Linked DNA regions of Mus musculus: all the other regions are linked to region 2. A link is a contact called in public Hi-C data. All regions are on one chromosome and are shown on one strand. The core of a region is the stretch at or near the end of the contact, and the rest is flanking DNA. Distances in the headings are between cores, read along the strand shown. Region 1 has its middle 120 kb from the start of Arrdc4. Region 2 has its middle 21 kb from the start of Gm16158. Region 3 holds the start of Arrdc4 (arrestin domain containing 4).

Evidence for each region. A called contact is a pair of places that touch in the nucleus more often than the background predicts.
Region 1: a Hi-C map of uterus shows a contact between it and region 2, with 5 times the contacts expected there. The contact joins two enhancer-like sites. A contact is called at or near these places in 5 of 484 Hi-C or Micro-C datasets (cerebral cortex, cortical neurons, nephron progenitors and 1 more).
Region 3: a contact with region 2 is called in a Hi-C map of uterus. The contact joins the promoter of Arrdc4 here to the enhancer-like site in region 2. A contact is called at or near these places in 1 of 39 promoter capture datasets (embryonic stem cells), 1 of 15 datasets of contacts at CTCF or cohesin (the NIH/3T3 cell line), 7 of 484 Hi-C or Micro-C datasets (the HL-1 cell line, LSK cells, cortical neurons and 2 more) and 4 of 115 datasets of contacts at active chromatin or transcription factors (astrocytes and embryonic stem cells).

The regions. Positions count from the first base shown.
Region 1 is chr7:68,631,432-68,634,171 of GRCm38.p6, reverse strand. No RefSeq gene overlaps it. Among named protein-coding and RNA genes, the nearest start is that of Arrdc4, 120 kb to the left of the region's middle. Within about 2 kb of position 1,406, at least 2 of the 459 cell types and tissues checked have an H3K27ac peak or open chromatin away from gene starts, as enhancers often do. A contact at or near this core is called in uterus, where this site is marked.
Region 2 is chr7:68,373,181-68,375,880 of GRCm38.p6, reverse strand. No RefSeq gene overlaps it. Among named protein-coding and RNA genes, the nearest start is that of Gm16158, 21 kb to the right of the region's middle. Within about 2 kb of position 1,425, at least 30 of the 459 cell types and tissues checked have an H3K27ac peak or open chromatin away from gene starts, as enhancers often do. A contact at or near this core is called in uterus, where this site is marked.
Region 3 is chr7:68,747,910-68,750,767 of GRCm38.p6, reverse strand. Arrdc4 (arrestin domain containing 4) reads left to right here and starts at 1,530. Exons shown (of 8, transcript NM_001042592.2): 1 at 1,530-1,999. The coding sequence starts at 1,702.

The DNA.
Region 1 (2,740 bases), core at 157-2,656, 260 kb before region 2:
AACTTTGAGCTAGAGAGTGAAGGTTTTGAGAGGTCACAGGAGAGCTATGAGAGTTCTCAGGATTCCCTATAGGGAGCTCAGAGGTTCAGTTGTCCTGAATGATATTCCATGTCCTATAGCAGTGGTTCTCAGCCTGTAGGACACTATCTTTTTAGAGATTGCATATCAGCTATCCCATATATCAGCTATTTAAATTACTATTTGTAACAGTGGCAAAATTACAGTCATGAAGTAGCAACAAAATAATTTATGGTTTGGTGACCACCACAAGATGTATTAAGAGAGCCACTGTCCTGGAGACATGGTTGCCAGACCCTAGCACCTCCCAATCCAGCATTCTCTATGTGCAGGCTGCCACCAGGGAGAATACAAGGCCTGGAGTGGGTGAGATTGTCTCTTAAAGACTCAAGGACAGAACAATTTTTGGAGAGTGACATTCTGGAATAATCAGCAGGAAGTACCCCTTGACCCCGGGCCATGAGCACCTTGATCTTGAAGAGAAATTCAGACATGTCAAAGCATCTTCTCCATCATGTTGGGGTGGGGAGTGCATGATTACACATCATAAGGCAAACTAACGTTTGAAACAAAAGTCAAAGAGAAAACGGAAACCACATTTAGCGCCAAAAATTTGCCTCAAATTGTTATACACTTATTACATATAAGCCACAAGCTTGACTCAGATTTTTAGAGAATGGGGGGGGGCGTGTAATCTCCCTGTGAGCTCAATATCCAGTGCTCAGCTAAGTGTCTCTTCTTGGGGAAGACAGAGCAGCGAATGAGAAAGTAGCCCCTCAGTAGCCTGACCGAAAGAAGGTGGGCTTTGCTTAATGAACTGTACAACAATGTCACCATCACACTGATGGGCACTGGGAATGTGTGCATTTCTCAGCATCCTCTCAGAGGCCACCCGGACACTCACCCCAAGCCCAGCTCCAAAGGGTAGCAACTAAACCAGCTGAAGAAAGTCTACACCTTTATGTAAAAAAGACCAAGAGCACAGGAAACCCTTCCAAGGCAGCTCCACATTCCTTCCACCTTTACAGAGACCAATGTATGAAAACATTTTCAGAACACCTGTCCATCTATGGGTAAGTTCTTAAAAAGTGGGCACACTAATTGCAATAATCTACTGCAGTTTTTGAAACATTTGTTCAGCAGTCTTTGAAGACAAAAAAGCAAATTGTTTTCATTTGGTGGAAAAGCTGGTGATAAATTAAGGTTTCCCATGCCCCATAGAAAATGCCTTTTTGTTTTATTTCCAAATCTCTCCCGGTCGACATGCAGGGAGACATATTTATGAAGAAAGCAAAACAGATGATCTGGCCGCATTGCTGAAAGAGGGATGCATCTGTCTCCAAGCACTGCAAGCCACTTAGCCACGATAAATCTTCCCAGCCCACAGACATTAGCATGCCACAATTCTGAGTGTGCTCCCTGAAGAGCTCATTCGCACTACTTACCTTAGGTACTCTCAAGGCCCCCAGCATCCCACAACCCCTCCTCCCCTGCTTACTGTGGTTCATGCCTCTGGATACCAACATACCCACAGTCCCTTGCAATTGGTGAGGTCAGGGTTCTTCTTCTCAAGCATTACCCTCTTAATCTTTTTGCAGATCTCCAAGTTCACATACTTTGTTCTCTTTTAATGGACTCTGACCTCCCTCAGGAATGAAAGAATAAGTGGTAGAATTTTAAATGGGTTCTACTCATCTGCTATCCTTAATGTAACATTACATAAATAGCCCCAGGGACCAGATGAGACACTGCTATGGCCAGTATACAGTCTCTGGGAGGCAGCACCAAGGCCTGCTTGCTATACATAAGTCAGCCAAAGTACCACACTCAGGCCGATGTTCTTCTAGGGCCAGATGAGCCAGAAAGTATTGCTAAATCTGAGAGCTCAAGGGTCCTCTGCAGGCCTTCTAGGGGGAGCAAGGTTTGGGGCCAGAAGGAGTAAGGATATTGATACAAAACCATCTTCAAGTTATTTTTATGGAATTCCTCTTTCTAAACGGTTTAAAAAGACAGCAAAGCCTTCCCTTCCAACAAGTTGAGAGGACAAATGGAAAAGCCATCTTCTTGGCCTCGTTCCTATTTTAGCAGGCCAGGAGTCAAGCAAAGCTATTTTTATTCGGTGGTAAATCAGAATTCATTTGCTATAGTTGCCATAACAAAGCACCACAGATTGTATGATTTATTCACAAAAAAAATTACTGTCTCATAGAACTGGAAAGCCGAAGTCCAAGCTTTAGTTGTTGGGCAAGGTATCAGCAAGGCTGGTTTCTTCTAATGCCCTTCACACAAACATTTAGCTCTCTGGCTTCCCCATGTCTTCTCTTGTCCTCTTCCCCCGTATTTATGTCTACACTGAGGTTGTCATAAGAGCTCCAGACCTGGGGCAAAATCACACACTTCCCCGGGATCTCATCTGAACTTCATTGCCTCTTCAATAACCTTGTCTCCAAATGGGGTAGCATTCTTGAACACTGAGACTTATGCTTCAACATATAATAAGAGAAACAAGCACAGTTCATGCCATAATAGGCCAAAATCTCACACCCTAAACACTCTCATGGAGCACAAAGATGAGACAGGGAAGAGGAGAGAGCACACTGACGACTGTCGTGCGTGTAGGGTTAATTACTGTTCTCAGCAACTGGAACTCAGTCCCACTGGGGAGTTCCAAGATAGCAGGATCATGAACTGTCCAAGAGCTGTGCTAATTTCAGAGGAGGGG
Region 2 (2,700 bases), core at 176-2,675:
CCCCGGGCCTCCCAGGAACCCACAGGGCCCGCAGAGCCCATGGGGCCCTAGATGGAGCTTCCAGATGCACAGCATGTCCTGGGGCCTTGTGGCTCCTTTGTGGCCCAGATGGCAATGAGTGGAGATGAATCCCGACAAGCCCTCCAGCAGGAGAAGCCTCCTCCACAGGGACACCAGGGCTTCCTGCAGCCTCTACTACTTGATCCTTGAGGGCAGTGGCTTTAAGGGAGAAGACATAGAATCAGGCCTGTTTGAAACCCTACCCCTTCTATGGGACTGCAAACCCCTTCAGCTCCTTGGGTCCTTTCTCTAGCTCCTTCATTGGGGACCCTGTGCTCCATCCAATGGATGGCTGTGAGCATCCACTTCTGTATTTTCTCAGGCACTAGCAGAGCCTCTCTCTCAGGAGACAGCTTTATCAGGCTCCTGTCAGCAAGCTCTTGTTGCAAAGGATGGCCTAGTCGGTCATCAATGGGAGGAGAGGCCCTTGGTCCTGTGAAGGTTCTATGCCCCAGTATAGGGGAATGCCAGGGCCAGGAAGCAGGAGTGGGTGGGTTGTGGAGCAGGGGGAGGCAGGAGGGGGATAGGGGATTTTCGGAGGGGAAACTAGGAAAGGGAATAACATTTGAAATGTAAATAAAGAAAATAGGAAAGAAAAGAAGAAAGGAAGAAAGAAAGAAAGAAAGAAAGAGAGAGAGAGAGAGAGAGAGAGAGAGAAGGAAGGAAGGAAGGAAGGAAGGAAGGAAGAAAGAAAGAAAGAAAGAAAGAAAGAAAGAAAGAAAGAAAGAAAGAAAGAAAGAAAGAAAGAGGAAAGAAAGAAAGAAAGAAAGAAAGAAAGAAAGAAAGAAAGAAAGAAAGAAAGAAAGAAAGGAAAGGAAAAGGAGGGAGGGAGGGAGGGAGGGAGGGAGGGAGGGAGGGAGGGAGGGAGGGAGGGAGGGAGGTCTGAGAAAAAAAAAAAAGAAGAAGCCTGAGCCCTGCCCTCCCTCCCTCCCTGTGGTTCAGGCCTGAGCGTCCAGTGTTTCCCATCTGTGAACCGGACACTGTGTTCTCGTCCTCCTAGCTGCAGAGAGGCTGGATTCCATGAGGTAGTTTGGGTGGGTGTCTTTATGCTTATTACTATCATGGGTTTGTCACTGAGTCACCCAGCAGCCCCCTACAGCCCCACGCTCAGTCTCTGCATCCACACTGTGCTCTGGCACAAACTAATCTAAGCCCAGTTCCAGCCTGACCCTATCACCCCACTTCCCCCACACACTCCCATGCCCAAGCCCAAATAGGACTTTTTTTCTCTAGAGGCCTTCTAGGGGGTCCCTGGCCAATATCAACTTCATCAAAGCTGGCACAAAAAGAGGAGGCATTCGATCAGATCAGAAAGCTCCCTGTAAAAGAAAATAGCCTATCTCCGCTTCTCTAACTGCTCCTCCACCCGGCTGAAGCTAGTACTGTGGACAGGGAGATCTGTAACATTCTACATGGCTTTCCTGCTACAATCCCACAGTTGCCCCCAGCCAAAGCCTCGTGACTTTATATCATTTCCTGGGTATCTTAGTGAAATAGGCCTCAACTCACAGTGGCGCGTCGTTTTGGTTTTTTTTTTTTTTTTAACTAGGACTCCGGTGGGATCCAGGAAAACCTTATTAGAATCGATGTGCAGAGTCCGCAGGGAAGTGCAGCAGCGCCATCTAGTGGCAATTCTTGCTCCATGCATCTCCTGGACCGTCAAGATCAACTCGCATAGTAAATTACATTTTACAGTTTTAAACCTACCAGCTTCTGCTTCCACCTCCGTATGGAAGGCAAAAACAAAACTAATCACAAAAACCTACTTGTCTTGTTATTGCTAAGGGTCCTAAAGGGGCCGCTGTAGCCAGGTTCCCTCAATTTTCAGGCGGGTCATGGGCCTGATGCTGGAGGCCTTCCAGAAGATTGCATCCTTGGGTAAAAACTCAGAGAGTACACAGGAGCTCAGCCAGAACTCTGGGCTGCCGTCTGTCTAGGGTAGGGCCTAGGAATCCACTTCCCTACCTAGGCTACTGCTACTTCTGTCAGCACAGTTGCAAAGCTCTTCCGCAAAGGTCTGCGCTGATCTTGCTCTGGCTGGACTGGCAAAGTTCTGTGGTTCTCAGCCTGTGACTCTTTAGGAAAAGCTCAGGGACAGAAGAAAGGGATGGCAACAGTGCTAAGCACTGGACCTGTCTTTCCTAATCCCACACAGCAGGCAGGACCACCATGGGGTAATGGCAGGCCCAGACCTTGGTCACAAAGGCAATAGGATCCAAACACAGCACCCAAGTAGCCGGCGAAGCCTTTAAGGGCCACCACCTGCATTCCCAGAACCTTGGCAAGGTGGACATCTTTACAGCACTTGTACCAGAGGCGGTCTGTGCTAAGATCTATCTCCACAGCACAGCTTCTGCCCTGGTTCAACCAACACCATTCCATCTGTCCTTCCTTATACTACAGTCCTCAGCACCAAGTTCTGTCTGGCACTTGGGCCAAAAGATGGCTCCGGTGTGTTCATGCAGTCAGGAGCGGTCAATACTCTGAGAGCCTGCCCTCTGATACACACAGCCAAACTGGGGGAAAAATAATTCTCTGAGTGGGATTATGCATTAAGGGCCTTATTAATAAGCACAGCACCTAAGGCTCATGAGAGTGTCCTGATCGGATTTAAAATGTGAAGGAAAAACTGCAGTCTGC
Region 3 (2,858 bases), core at 281-2,780, 370 kb before region 2:
ACAGTGTTCTTTGAGGGTGTGACTCCTGGCAGGTCAACCATGCTGCAGTGGATGGCCTCTGCTCAAATGTATGAGCAGCACAGATAGAGCACCAGTGAGCTCTATGACAGCAAACCACACTTTAAATTAAATCAACAATTTTGAAAAGAGGACGTGAAGTTAGAATATGGAGGTAAGTATGCGTTTGGAAGGAGTTAGGGGAGGAATGGGGGTAGAATATGAGCAAATATACTGCATGCATGCATGGACTTCTTCAAGAATAGAAATATTATACAAATGAATAAATAGATAGATAACAATAAAAATGCCCGTGTTGATCATCTAAACTCAAAAGAGTGCAGTAAAACAACCTATACTTTCAGAGCCTTGGAAAGAAAATATCCTTCAGTTTCAATTTTCAATTATCAAACCTTGATAACAGCTTACGCACTTAGAATTTTAACGAGGGGAAATAAAGGATTACAAATTGATAGACAAATAATTACACATATTTAAATATTCTAGATACCAAAAGGCTATCTAGAACGGTGTGAATTAAAAAGAAACCAGCAAGAAGAGCTGTGGGTTTGGGGAACAAGTCACGGAGACAGCTGGGCATGTTCTAGGACTATGATCCCGGGGTTACGAAATCCTTTTGGGTGGGGCACTTGTGTGTCAAGTATCGATCTTTTTTTCCAGACATAATATTTGCACACTTTACAACTTATGCATGTATATAACGACCAAATAGAGTATTATTCAGTCAATAATGGAGTCCTTCTGTTTGCATCAGCACCAATAAGTGGCAGGTGCTGTTTTAAAACCACGACCTTATTTAGAGGCAGAAGAACCAGAGACGGAGTCTGGCTGGACTTCAGCAACCAGGAACAGAACTTCTCAGGACAAAAGCACTAAGAATCACAGCATTCTTCCAAGACATTGGCTCTCAGCTAGTACAGGAATTCTGTCTGAGACCCAAAGAGGTGTGGCTCAGAATCATGAAAGTTAGCAGATTCTGATATCTGCTTTAAAGTTCCAAGGCAGCCAGCATAAAGCGAGACTCCTGAGTTCCATTTTCCAAGAAACCTTTTGCTGGGCACTCTGCAGAAGTAATCTTAAACTGGGCCTGCTGCAGCCACAAGTTCATGTTCTAGTACAAACTACTCTAGCCTCTCTGAGCTGGAAAGCCCGCCCCCACTATAACCATAGCAACGCTGACACCAATGCGCCGGTGAGCCGGGAACCGCCCCCTCCCTAACAGATATTGTTTCCCATCCTCTGTCCACATGGGCGCACTGCCTCACTATTGGTCTGTGGCCCAGGACTGTGCCTTGCTCCCACCAATAAAGGTCCTGTGCACGTGCACTATGGTGTCTCCCGATTGGTGAAGCCCTCCTGATCACGCACCACCGTCCTGCTCAGCCTGGTGTGGGGGCGCCAATGAAATGACTAAGTGGCCATGTACAGCCAATGGGAAAGAAGCAGGTTTCGCGACTGGCCAATGGCAGTGCTCTGTAGGCGGGCCGTGTCAGCCCCTTTCCAGTCCCAGTGGGGTGTGTTAAAGAGACAGGGCCCCAGTGCGGGTGTTTCACCCGGCTGGGCGCTGTGGCCGTAGTGGCCCTGGGTGTGCGGCCGGCGCCCGTGACAGCAGCGTCGCGGAGCCGGCTACCCCGACCTGGGGCCACTGCGGATCTTGGTGGCAGAGCCGCATCGCCTGGCGGAATGGGAGGCGAGGCGGGAGCCGATGGTCCTCGGGGCCGTGTCAAGAGCTTGGGGCTAGTGTTCGAAGATGAGAGCAAGGGCTGCTACTCAAGCGGCGAGACAGTGGCCGGGCACGTGCTGCTGGAGGCGGCAGAGCCGGTGGCCCTGCGCGGACTGCGCCTGGAGGCCCAGGGCCGTGCCACCTCTGCCTGGGGCCCGAGCGCTGGGGCCAGGGTCTGCATCGGTGGGGGCTCTCCCGCAGCCTCCTCAGAAGTGGAATACTTGAACCTGCGGTTGAGTCTGCTGGAGGCCCCAGCTGGTGAGCTTGGAGATCCCCAGGGAGGGGGGCGGGAAGGGGCGCGTCCCTGGGTGCTGGGTGGCACTGAGGGAAGCTTCTGGAAGGGGAGTCATCTGCTGTCACGGGGGAAGGGCAGGAGGCCAAGCCTGTGCCCCTACCTGGCTTCTAGGAGGAGGCCAGACCCTTTTGTGTTGGTGTGTACCTTTGAACTTAGCTTCCTGCGATCTTCTAGTAACCTATTACAGAATCGTTGCCATGGAAACCCGCCATCTGACTGTCTGGGTTCTAGGTCCTTCCTCACCTGGAGGCATGGAAGGTGGAATTGGTGACATTCTGTTATGTGGTGCCCAGAGTTTGATGGCCTGCTGCTCCTGCCTGTCCTGGCCCTAGACACTCCCGGGTTCATGATGATTTACAGAAAACTAAATCTTGGGAAAAGGGAAGTGGTACTTGGGTAGTTCGAGAGAAGTGTCTCCTCACTGGGGAACATGAATCTCACTAAGAGCCATCCATTGCTGTAGCTCCCCTTCCTCTTACCTCTCCCCATTCAGAAAGGCCTTTGCAGACAATGCCTGCCATCTGGGCCATTTCTGACTTTTCCAGAAGTGCCCATGCATATGTATGTTGGGTTCATGTGATTGCATTTCATCATGAAAATGCTAGTAACCGTGAGTCAGTCTTCTCTCAGTGGAAACTATTGTAAACTTCTATCTGTCTGCCTCATCATCTTGGACCTATCAAATGCCTTAAGCTTACTACCTAGTGCATCGTATCCTCCTGTGGAGAAGTACAATGGTGTCCAGATAAATCCTCAAATATGTGCCTAACGAGAGCTGTATTTTGGATAATGGGGTGTGGCAGGTGAGAGCTCTACCTGCTT